Linked DNA regions of Rattus norvegicus: region 1 is linked to region 2. A link is a contact called in public Hi-C data. All regions are on one chromosome and are shown on one strand. The core of a region is the stretch at or near the end of the contact, and the rest is flanking DNA. Distances in the headings are between cores, read along the strand shown.

What was found. Hi-C and Micro-C count contacts between places; a contact is called where the count stands out from the background.
Region 1: a Hi-C map of Schwann cells shows a contact between it and region 2, with 2.5 times the contacts expected there. The contact joins the promoter of Scyl1 here to the promoter of Kat5 in region 2.

Annotation. Positions count from the first base shown.
Region 1 is chr1:212,485,206-212,491,202 of GRCr8, reverse strand. Scyl1 (SCY1 like pseudokinase 1) reads left to right here and starts at 2,343. Exons shown (of 17, transcript NM_001011938.2): 1 at 2,343-2,526; 2 at 2,879-3,019; 3 at 3,190-3,539; 4 at 3,937-4,027; 5 at 4,124-4,279. The coding sequence starts at 2,416.
Region 2 is chr1:212,330,968-212,336,775 of GRCr8, reverse strand. Kat5 (lysine acetyltransferase 5) reads left to right here and starts at 4,383. Exons shown (of 14, transcript NM_001005872.1): 1 at 4,383-4,399; 2 at 4,499-4,565; 3 at 4,886-4,954; 4 at 5,043-5,179; 5 at 5,466-5,621; 6 at 5,711-5,785. The coding sequence starts at 4,388.

The DNA.
Region 1 (5,997 bases), core at 1,094-3,593, 160 kb before region 2:
AATCCTTAAAAAGACACTTATTTTCATGTGCATTGATGTTTTGCCTCTGTGTATGTCTGCATGAGGCACCAGGTCATCTGGAACTGGAGTTACAGAGAGTTGAGTTGCCATGTGGGTGCTGGGAATTGAACCTGAGTCCTCTTAACCCCTGAATCATCTCTCCAGCTCCTGCAGACTTTTCTTTTTTTAAAGATTTATTTATTTTATGTGAGTACATGGTAACTTCTTCAGACACACCAGAAGAGGGCATTGGATCCCATTACAGATGGTTGTGAACCACCATGCGTTCGCTGGGAATTGAACTCAGGACCTCTGGAAGCGCAGTCAGTGCTCTCAACCGCAAAGCCATCTCTCAAACCTTCTGACTTTGCTTATGGAGGCATTTTCTCACTTGAGGCTCTCTTCCTCTCAGATCATTCTAACTTGTGTCAAGTTGACATAAAATTAGCAAGCATACTTCCCAAGAAACAGTTCATTTTCCAGTACGTTCTGCAGGGTCAACACAGCATGTCAGGAACTTCCTCACTTCCCAATGAAACACAGCCAGCTGCTTCCTCTCTAGCAGGGTCTAGATTCCAGACTTGGAGGTTGGCCAGGGTCTTTCTGAGACACTATGTCTGTTTCAACTTAAAGGCTACTCCCTCTGGTTTTTTTTTAAAATGTATTTATGTATTCATTTAGAGACAGGTATCTGGGGCTGCTCTTCCAGAGTTCCTGAGTTCAAATCCCAGCAATCACATGGTGGCTCACAACCGTATGTAATGGGATCTGATGACCTCTTCTGGTGTGTCAGCTACAGTGTCAGCCACATTCTTCACTAAAATACCACAAAATCAGTCTCTATGACTCATACTGAACTTCTTCTCCTCTGACACCTCTTGGGTCAGGCCTGCACAATTCAAATTACTCTCAGCAACAACATCTTCCATAGTCCTACTAGGATGGCTCACTAAATCCCATTTAAAGCGTTTCACCACTTTCAGATCCAGAGTCCCAAAGTCTATGTTCTTTCTTTGAAACAAAAGCTTGGTCAGGCTTATCCCAGCAATATCCCAGTCCCTGGTACCAACTTCTGTCTTAGGGTTTTACTGCTGTGAACAGATACCATGACCAAGTCAAGACAACATTTAATTGGGCTGGCTTACAGGTTCAGAGGTTCAGCCCATCATCATGAAGGTGGGAACATGACAGCATCCAGGCAGGCATGGTGCAGGCAGAGCTGAGAGTTCTATATCTTCATCTGAAGACTGCTTAGTAGGAGACTGACTTTCAGGCAGGATGAGGTTTGTTTTGTTTTTAAGATTTCTTTTATTTATTATATATAAGTACACTGTAGTCTTCAGACACAGCAGAAGAGGGCATCAGAATTCATTACAGATGATTGCGAGCCACCATGTGGTTGATGGGATTTGAACTTAGGAAATTGGGAAGAGCAGTCAGTGCTCTTAACCACTGAGCCATCTCTCCAGCCCAGGATTAGGGTCTTAGTGCCACATCCACAGTGACACACCTACTCCAACAAGGTCACATCTCTTAATAGTGCTACTCCCTGGGCCAAGTATACACAAACCATCACAGAGGGTGTTGGAGCCCCTAAAACTGGAGTTGCAGGAGGTTGTGGACCAGCAGAGGGCGATCGATGAGAGACGTGTCTAGAAGAAAAGATTTCTAATCCCTGGCCATCATTTCCAGCTCTAGGCTCCTGCAGGACTCTGGCCAGCACCCATGTCCGCTTTGGAGATAGGGAGTGTTTCTGGACATCCTTCTTTAACAATAGTTTTCCAGACCTCTCGGGACAGTTGCATCACCTCTTTCCTACCTCAACCTCAACCCCAACACAACTCTCAAGGTCTCAAGTTCCTTTACCGTAGTAACTAACTGCTCCTGTCACAATTTCCTCGTTGAGCCCCGAATCTTCCCACTGCCTGGCGAAGGAGCTTTTGGCTTAGAGATAACCATTCTCCTCACTATTCGTACTTTCCCATCTTACTGTCAGTAGTAGCCTCTCTTTTCTATCTCTCCATCTCTTTCCAGCTTCCCTCTCACCCCGCCCCCTCTTCCCCGGGTTTAGATGGGCTCTATTGTCACGCTCATTTTGTGGTCCCACCCCTTCTCATCCTACAACTGTTGCACTCACTACTCTCCTTCACACTCAATTTTTCTATCTACACAAGGCCACAAGTTCGGAGCATTCAGATGACCGTTTTGGCTCACTCCTCCCTCCGTACTCGGCCCTGCCCCCGGAGGCCTGCCTTCAGCCCCGCCTCTGTCCCGCAAGGCCCCACCCCAAAGACCCGCCCCAACGCACAGCTCCGCCCACAGGCCAGAGTGGCTCCGCCCTCACCCCGCCCCGCCCCGGCTCGGGCGGCCGGAGGACCCGGAGTGGAGGCTCCCGAGCCCTTGGCGGCGGCGACGATGTGGTTCTTTGCCCGGGACCCGGTCCGGGACTTCCCGTTCGAGCTGAACCCTGAGCCCCCCGAAGGCGGACCGCCCGGGCCCTGGGTCCTGCACCGAGGCCGCAAAAAGGTGAGGTACTGCGCTGCTCTGCAGGCCGCGGCCGACCTCGGCCTTTCCTAGTCTGAATGCCGGCTTCGCTGTGTCGCGCCGGGCCTGACGTGGCGGCGACCAAAGATCCCGGCAACGGGCTGGGGAGTGGGGCGACCAGTGACGACGTGGCGGGCGGAAGAACCGAGGGATGGACAAGCAAACCGGACGGGGGTCACGTGGGTCTGGCTAGATCCTTAAGGGCTGTCCTGAGGCGAGACTGGCTGGAGAACCTTCCCTTCTGTTCTGGAGACCGGCTCAGAGCTGCTGTAGACCAGGCAGGTTGGAATGATCACCTGGCCCGCGCCTCTCAGGTTGCTGTGTCCTCCACCAGGCCACAGGCAGTGCGGTGTCCATCTTCGTGTACGATGTGAAACCCGGAGCCGAAGAGCAGACCCAGGTGGCCAAAGCTGCCTTCAAACGCCTCAAAACTCTCCGACACCCCAACATCCTGGCCTATATCGATGGGTTGGAGGTACCTGTCGCCCGATCTACCCATCTTACTCTCCTCAGGCCCTCACTTTGTACCCAAGTGCTTCAGCACCTTCAGATTTGGTATCTTCTCCACTACCTCTTTCCCTGTCAAGTCCCTCATCTTCCCTTCCTCTTCTGGAACAGTGCCCTGATACCATTTTTCTTACTCAGACAGAAAAGTGCCTCCACATCGTGACAGAGGCTGTGACCCCACTGGGAACATACCTCAAGGCACGAGCAGAAGCAGGTGGTCTGAAGGAGCAGGAGCTGTCATGGGGGTTACACCAGATCGTGAAAGCCCTCAGCTTCCTGGTCAACGACTGCAACCTCATCCACAACAATGTCTGCATGGCTGCTGTGTTTGTGGACAAGGCTGGCGAGTGGAAACTTGGGGGTCTGGACTACATGTACTCAGCACAGGGCAACGGTGGGGGACCACCCAACAAGGGGATCCCTGAGCTTGAGCAGTATGATCCTCCGGAGTTGGCTGATAGCAGCAGCAGAGCAGTCAAAGAGAAGTGGTGGGTCCTGAGGTCACTGTACCTCGATCTGCCCTGCGCTGGAGGCCCCTGCACCCTCGGAACCCCTAGACTAGCTAGGAGACCCCTGGCCCTTGCTATCTGCCAGGAAAGGGGAATAGGATCTTAGGAGGAGGGTGGTTGGTTAAGAAGGACATAGTTTAGGTGTTTGGTGCTTCTGAATTTGAAAGCTGTGTGTTGGAGGCAACTGTCTGTGCTTCTCTGAGCTTTGGTTTCTTTGTTAAATGGGGCTAATGAAACAAACTACTTGGGGCCAAGGGGTCAGTGCAGGGGCGCAGCCAGGACCTGTGATGCAGTGGGTGCTTGGGTCTTGAAACAGGTTGGAGGCATCACTAGTGTATGCTGGGGAGCCCTGAACAGCTCTGGGTTACCACCACAGGTCAGCAGACATGTGGCGCTTGGGCTGCCTCATCTGGGAAGTTTTCAATGGGTCTCTACCTCGGGCAACTGCCCTGCGCAACCCTGGGAAGGTGAGTGCCCGGCTTTGCCTGCCTCATTCGCCCCAGGCCCTTCTTTCTTGCTACCCACCCATTGCTCTTTCCTTGACATGGAACCTTCTCTTACAGATCCCCAAATCCCTGGTCACCCATTACTGCGAGCTGGTGGGAGCTAACCCCAAAGTACGTCCCAACCCGGCCCGCTTCCTGCAGAACTGCCGGGCACCTGGTGGCTTCATGAGCAACCGCTTTGTGGAGACCAACCTGTTCCTGGAGGAGATTCAGGTGAGCCCCACGGTCCATGCTGAGACCCCTTGCCAGGACCCTCACCCATGCTTTGTCATCTCACACTTGGGTTGTGTGGAGGCAAGCACGCTGCTCCCACTCCAGTCTGCTGCTCTATACAACCTAGGGCCATGCGGTCGTATCCATCGCTAATCACAAAAGTGGGCACTTCCGATGGAGGCATTTTCTCAGTTGAGATTCTTTCTTCCCAGATGAACTAACCAGCACAGTGGGGAATTGGCTCTAGGGCTCCTGAGAGTTGGCAGATGTTCTGATCCTCAAGTAAAATGGCATAGTATTTGCATATAATGTATATCCTTCCATAATGTCATATGTGTGTGTGTTGTGTATATATATGCATATCGATGTGTATTGTCTATGTGCAAATGTGCAGAGGCCAGAGGAGGATATCAGGTATCCTGCTCTATCCCTTGTTGCGTGATCCCCATTCCTTAGGGTCTTACTCAGGCCGGAGCCAGCAATTTCCAGTGACCCTTTTGTCTCCATCTCTGTAACCCTGGGGTTACAGGTGTGTTGGGCTATGCCCAGTTTTTTACATGGGTGCCAGGGATTTGAACTCAGTTCCTCATGTTTGTACAGCAAGTACATTAACCCACTAAGCCATTAACCCAACCCCTCCTGTATTCTTTAAATTATCTGTAGCTAACTTCCTAGCTACAGATAATTATACATCCTGTGTAAGTAGTTACGATATCATGGTATTTGGACAAACTTCAGCAAGAAAAAGTAAGTTTTATGTGGTATGGGTGGTGCTTTCTTTCCTCATATTTTTGCTCTCTGGTCCATTGAATCCACTCATGGTAGAGGCAGGCAGGGAAGGCTGCTGTGTGCAGTTGAGTATAGCACACAGTAGGTGTTTCATGACTCTTACCCCAGCCCCCCTTCCCTGCCACTTCATACTTGCATTGTTGCTGTGTTCCTCACGGGTACCACACAAAGTGCTGGGGAGGAAGGAGAGTCAGACCTGCCCTGGAGGACTCAGCAAGGAGCAAACAAACGGGTCCCTACCTTTGGGAGTTCTCACTACAGGAGAGAGACAGAAAATGTCACTGAGAAAACCTGTGCTCCCTGCATAAGTGCTAGAAGGAAATGACCCAGTGTCTCCAAGGGAAATGATCCCTTAGAGAAGAAAATTGTGCTAGGACCTGAAAGACTCGAAGGTAGGAACCATCTGGAAGGTGACTTAGGAAAGATGGTCCCGGGAGGCAGAAGAGCACAGGGGCACTCTGGGTCTGAGCATCCTTGTCAGTGCAAGGGAGAGAGAGTCAACAGTATCCGGCAGCTCTTAGCGGCATAGTGACAAAGGCCTGAGGCTCTGCTCTGACCCGGCTAGATGTAGGGAACAGAGAATCAGGAGCTGGGCAGGAGGGTGGCAGACCTCAAGGGAACAGAGTGCATTGTTGGGGTGAAGCAGGAAGGCCAGTATCTTTTCTTTTCTCTCTCTCCTTTTTTTTTTTTTTTGGAGGCAGGGTATCACTATGTATCTTTGGCTGTCCTGAAACTCACTATGTTATTAGACCAGACTGGCCTCAAACTCTCAGAGATCCTCCTGCCTCTATCTGTCTCCCTGAGTATTGGGATTAAAGACACGATTCACCATGCCTGGTACCACAGTTTTATATCTTAAAGAAGCAGCTGGGATTGCTGAGCCCTGATGTCTCCTGGCCAGTGTGGAGTTGTTGTTACATGGAGTTCTC
Region 2 (5,808 bases), core at 3,134-5,633:
AAGGAGCCCATGGTTGCTGCTTAGTTTTGTTGAGACTCTTATGCCTAGTAGCCAAGCAACTGACAGCTAAAGAAAGCTATTCTGGGTTTGGGGGGGATGGTGTAGCAGTTACCAGCACATACTGTTTCTGTAGCCGAAATTAGTTTGGTCTCCAGCACCCACAACCACCTGTAACACCAGTGTCAGGGAATCTAATGCTGCCCTCTTCTGGCCTCTGAAGGCACCTGCTCTCACGCACACTTAAACACATGTAGATACACACATAATTAAAACAAGGGAATGTATCCCCCCCCCAAAAAAAACCCAGCAATAATAGTTCAAATTTAGTTAAATCGAAATTCAGAGAGAGAGAGAGAAAGAGAGAGAGAGAGAGAGAGAGAGAGAGAGAGAGAGAGAGAGAGACCGACCTGTAACCTATAAGCCTCGGTCTTTAGGTACAAAACTTCAGAGTCCAGCGACCTATCAGTTTCTGACTCTTGGAATATCCCCCCCAATACTGGTGGGGAAATGTCTAGCTCTAAATTACATCACACCAGAAGAATTCACTTTGGTATTTAAAGGAAGCACAGCCAAGCATCCTTGTGCCTGCGGAGTGGTTGGTTTCCTTTGCATGTGATTCACCTTAGTTCCTGGGCTCTGGGAACCAGCCTCTGGGCCCATCTCCAGCACAGTAACAATAGTCAATGTTTATTGGGATGGGCTATGTGCCAAAGGTTAAGGTACTGTTCAAATGTTATCGCCGCATCTAACATTACAGCCACCTTTATCGTACCACTAACATCACACCACTGTAGGTCAGATAAAAGTGACATGCCAGGCACACAGCTTAATTGGGGGGAGGGGAAGGCAACCCAGCGCTGTCTGTCCTGACAGGTGGTTGTGCGTGCTGGAAACTAAACGTATTTTCTCTACAGAAACAAATGCTAGAGCCACTTGAGAAGAGGTACTCTGAATTGAGGAAATGCCTTCATAAGATTTGTCTGTAGGCAACATTTTCTTAATTAGTGATTAATGTGGGAGGCCTCAGATCACTGTGAGAGTGGTCCCAGGGTACATAAGAAAACAGACTGCACAAGTTACAGGGAACACACCAGTAAACCTCATTCCTGCCCTAACTTCTCTAGATGATGGACAACAAGCTGCAAGATGGAATACATCCTTTCTCCCCATGGTGCTTTTGGTCGCAGTGTTTATCACAGCAATGGAAACCCTATGTAAGACAGTCTGATACCAGAAATATGCTCCTATAATTACAGCTCTTGGGAGGCTGAGGCAAAAAGATCATGTGTTTGAGGCCAGCCTGAGATTAAAGAACAAAGGAATAGAAAAGGAAGGTGAAAAGCTACCTCCTCAACTGTAGCTGTCAGGACTAGGACCACGAGGTGCTGGGAGGAGCCTTGGGGGTGTGTCTATTTTTCTGGACCTCCCTTTGACTCCAAGCTTTCAGCTTGGACAGGATGGTGCTCTCAGCTACTTTTACAAGGAGTCCTTGGTGCTGGAGACAGCTGAGTGGTTATGGGCACTGACTCTTCCAGATGACCCAGGTTTTATTTCCAGCATCCATATACTGGCTTACAACTCTCTTTAAATCCAGTCTCCCTCTGCTGGCACCAGGCAGGCATGCAATGCACAGACATACATGAGGCAAAACACCCAGGCATGTAGAATTAAAAAACCTTTTTAATGTGTCCCAGTAGCTTTGCTCTGGAAATCAACTGGGCATCCAGCTTTCCCCTGCTCATTCAATAGTTCTTTTTTTTTTCTTTTTTTTTTTCTCGGAGCTGAGGACCGAACCCAGGGCCTTGTGCTTGCTAGGCAAGTGCTCTACCACTGAGCTAAATCCCCAGCCCCCATTCAATAGTCCCTGAGCCTGTTGTAGTCATTAAAAACTAGCTAGGTACTTAGCTAGTGGGGCTGAGGAGACAGCAGCAAACAAACAAATTCCCACAGTGGGGGAACTTATGATTTTAAAGAGTGACCTGGACTTAGAGAAAGTAGAGAGAAGTACGTACGAAGAAGGAGGAATGGATGTGCTAGAAGGGCTGGAGAAATGACTCAGTGATGGAGACTGTACTCTCAGCACTCACTCTGGGAGGTTTACAACCATCCGTAACCCCAGCTCCAGGAGATCCAACACCCTTTTCTAGGCTCCAGGGCACTTGCACTCAGATGAACAAAACCACACTTGGATACATACATATGCACACAATTACAGATTAAAACACAAGGGCTGGAGCAAAGGCTTCACGGTTAAGAGCACTTGCTACTCTTACATAAGAATAAGACCGGGCTTCAGTTCCTAGCAACCACAGGGTGGCTCACAATTGTCCACAACTCCATTTCTAGGTGGTCCAATGCCCCCTTCTGGCCTTCACAGGCACCACGTGTAACTGATGCATGCACATATCCAGGTAAACAGCCTTTAAACACTAAAGGAAAAAACCTCATGGAACCAAAGCAAGAAATCAACACCAGGTCCCATGTATGTGAGGCTGTAGTAAGTAACACCAGTGATGTTTTAGTTCCTCAGGGGAAGACAGGATGTTCTAAAAGATGGCAAATACTGTGTGCTTGTACATGCCTGTTGTCATCCTCATGACAAGTTACAGGCCAAGCAGGGCTACAAAGTCCGACTTCATCTCAAAGCAAACAATAACAAAAGGTCTACTGGTTTTTCAGTACTTCTATGCTGAACACAGTCTACACAGATATCAAATCCCAGTGCTGTTATTAATGCTCCTGTGATGCAACCGAGACCCCTCCTTTACTTCTGCATATAAACTCTTCTCAGAGTGGCCGAATGGACCCAGAACCATTTAAACTGGTAACATTTAGAACAAAGGTCAAAGGGTCTCCCCCGCCCTAGGCACTTTATTACTATCTGTGATAGTGGGGCTGGAGAGATAGCTCAGTGGTTAAGAGCACTCACTGCTCTTCCAGAGGTCCTGAGTTCAATTCCCAGCAACCACATGGTGGCTCACAACCATCTGTAACGGGATCTGATGCCCTCTTCTGGTATGTCTGAAGACAGCTACAGTGTACTCACATACATAAAATAAATAAATCTTTTAAAAAATATCTGTGATAGTTATTCTTGGTTGTCCATTTGACTACATCTGGATTTAACTAAAACCCAAAAATGGAAAAACACACATGTGAACAATTTTTGCCAAGTCTGAAGCAGGAAGACCCACTGGTTTTTGTTGTTATTTTGTTTTGGAGACAGGATTTCTCAGTGTAGCCCGGGCTGTCTTGGAATTTGCTCTGTAGACCAGGCTAGCCTCGAACTCAAGAGATCTGCCTGCCTCTGCCTCCCCCATGCTGGAAGACTGCTTGGTGGAAGACCCACTTGTAATCCAGATCTTTGAGGTGGGAGAACACACCTTTATTCTTGTTACTCAAAGTCAGAAGATACACCTTCTGGTGGAAACTAATGTAAAGACATGAAGCTTTTTCTCCCTGCCACCCCCCAGAGCAGGGTCTCTCTGTGTAGCCCTGCCTGTCCTGGAACTGACTCTGTAGACTAGGCTGGCCTCAACTCAAGAGATTCGGCTGTCTCTGCCACTACCGCCAAGCTGCTTTTACTCTTTGCCTACCTGTTCTCACTCTCATTGGCAACTCCACTCCTTCACTGTCATTATCTTCTTTGGGATTCTGATGTACAATGAAGATCAACTGAGACATCCACTCTCGTTGACTGAATGACTACTGGAATTTTGAACCTTTCCATTTATAGAGCCACATATATACTATTTTAAAAATAAAAATCCAATATTAAGAACTAAAAAATCAGGGGTTGGGGATTTAGCTCAGTGGTAGAGCGCTTGCCTAGGAAGCGCAAGGCCCTGGGTTCGGTCCCCAGCTCCGAAAAAAAGAACCAAAAAAAAAAAAAAAAAAAAGACCAAAGAACTAAAAAATCTTGCTAAGTCCCCAAGCCTGTGCAATAATATGCAGACACCTGGCTAGAATTTTAAATTCCTTCGGTTCTACTGATTCCCCGGGGTCCAAAACCCAACTCCTTAGCCTCCTACTCAGGGTGACACCTCACACTGCCACTATGAGGCTCGCCGGAACACTGCGGCCAGACAAAGCATAAACACTTGATCTGAGTGACCGGCGTCGCACCCGGTGGGCGTCACGTGACAGACTCGGCGTTCCTCCAATCGCTGTGCGAATAGTAGGGATTCCATCTAGTACTTGGCCTCAGGCTTACAACGCCCTGTTGTTCCATTCCTCAACCGGGCCCGCTTTTTACTACCAACCAGCTGGCAGTGACTCTCAAGTGTTTTCCTCTCAAGCAGTTTCGAGGGGCTCGGGCCTATAGCGCACTCAGCTCCGGAAGTGACGTTTCCCAGAGGGGCCGGAAGTGGCAGTGGAGGGAGGGAAGATGGCGGAGGTGGTGAGTCCGGTGCCCGGGGCGGGGCGGAGGGAGCCAGGGGAGGTGGGTAGAGCCCGAGGCCCCCCAGTAGCCGACCCTGGCGCCGCGCTGTCTCCCCAGGGGGAGATAATCGAGGGCTGCCGCCTGCCCGTGCTGCGGCGCAACCAGGACAACGAAGATGAGTGGCGTGAGTGACGTCGGGGGGCGGGTCCAAGGAACCTGAGGGCGAGGGGCGGGAGGGAGTCAACGATCACACGGGAGGGGGAGGGGCTTCTGCAATCCTGGGGCGGTCGCAGATACTCGGAAGGAGGGGCGTGACTTTTGGACGTACGGAGATGATCCGGGCGGGGCTTGGAGAGAGGTGTCACTTGGTGACTAAAGGGGTCTTGAACTAGCCCTTCTAAGTGCTGGGACGTAGACATCCAGCCTAGAGGTGGAATTCAGGTCGAAGGGTGGAGTCTCATGATCTGCCTTGATTAAGACCCCCTGTCTGTGTTGTTCCCTTAGCCCTGGCTGAGATCCTGAGCGTGAAGGACATCAGTGGCCGGAAGCTTTTCTATGTCCATTACATTGATTGTGAGTTCTGGGCCTGGAAAAAGTGGGTTGCTGGATAGGGTTGAGGGCAGCCTCTGGCATCCCTCCTGAGCCATTTTCACTGCTGCAGTCAACAAACGTCTGGATGAATGGGTGACTCACGAGCGGCTGGACTTAAAGAAGATCCAATTTCCCAAGAAAGAAGCCAAGACACCTACCAAGAACGGACTTCCTGGGTCCCGCCCCGGCTCTCCCGAAAGAGAGGTGGTGAGTAGGTCCCCCATTTCATCTTTTCTCTCCTGCCTCTTCCTTCTTGCATCTCTTGGCCTCAGGGGTTCCTGAATGGGCAGGAGGCAGCATTCTTTTGCCATGGCTTCAGCTTGCAAAGGATGGGGACCAAATTGCAGGTGTAGCTTCCAGAGTCCAGTATTGCCTTGCTTTAGAGAAGGCAGAGGGTGGGATTTGATCACTCCATGCTGAGGGGCCCATCCTCCCCTTCGCCATCCCACCACCATCCCCACCCCAGAGGAAGACCCTGGACCTATCTCTACAGCCGGCCTCCGCCCAGGCCAGCGGGAAGACCTTGCCAATCCCGGTCCAGATCACACTCCGCTTCAACCTGCCCAAGGAGCGGGAGGCCATTCCAGGTGGCGAGCCTGACCAGCCGCTCTCCTCCAGCTCCTGCCTGCAACCCAACCACCGCTCAACGGTACCCTCAGCAATTCCAGGGACCTTGCTTTCTTCTCAGGTCCCACCTTCTCTACCTTCTGACCCACCTTTCCTGGTTTCTCTCTGCAGAAACGGAAGGTGGAGGTGGTTTCACCAGCAACTCCAGTGCCCAGCGAGACAGCCCCAGCTTCAGTTTTCCCCCAGGTGAGTCTTCCAGTCTTTTTACA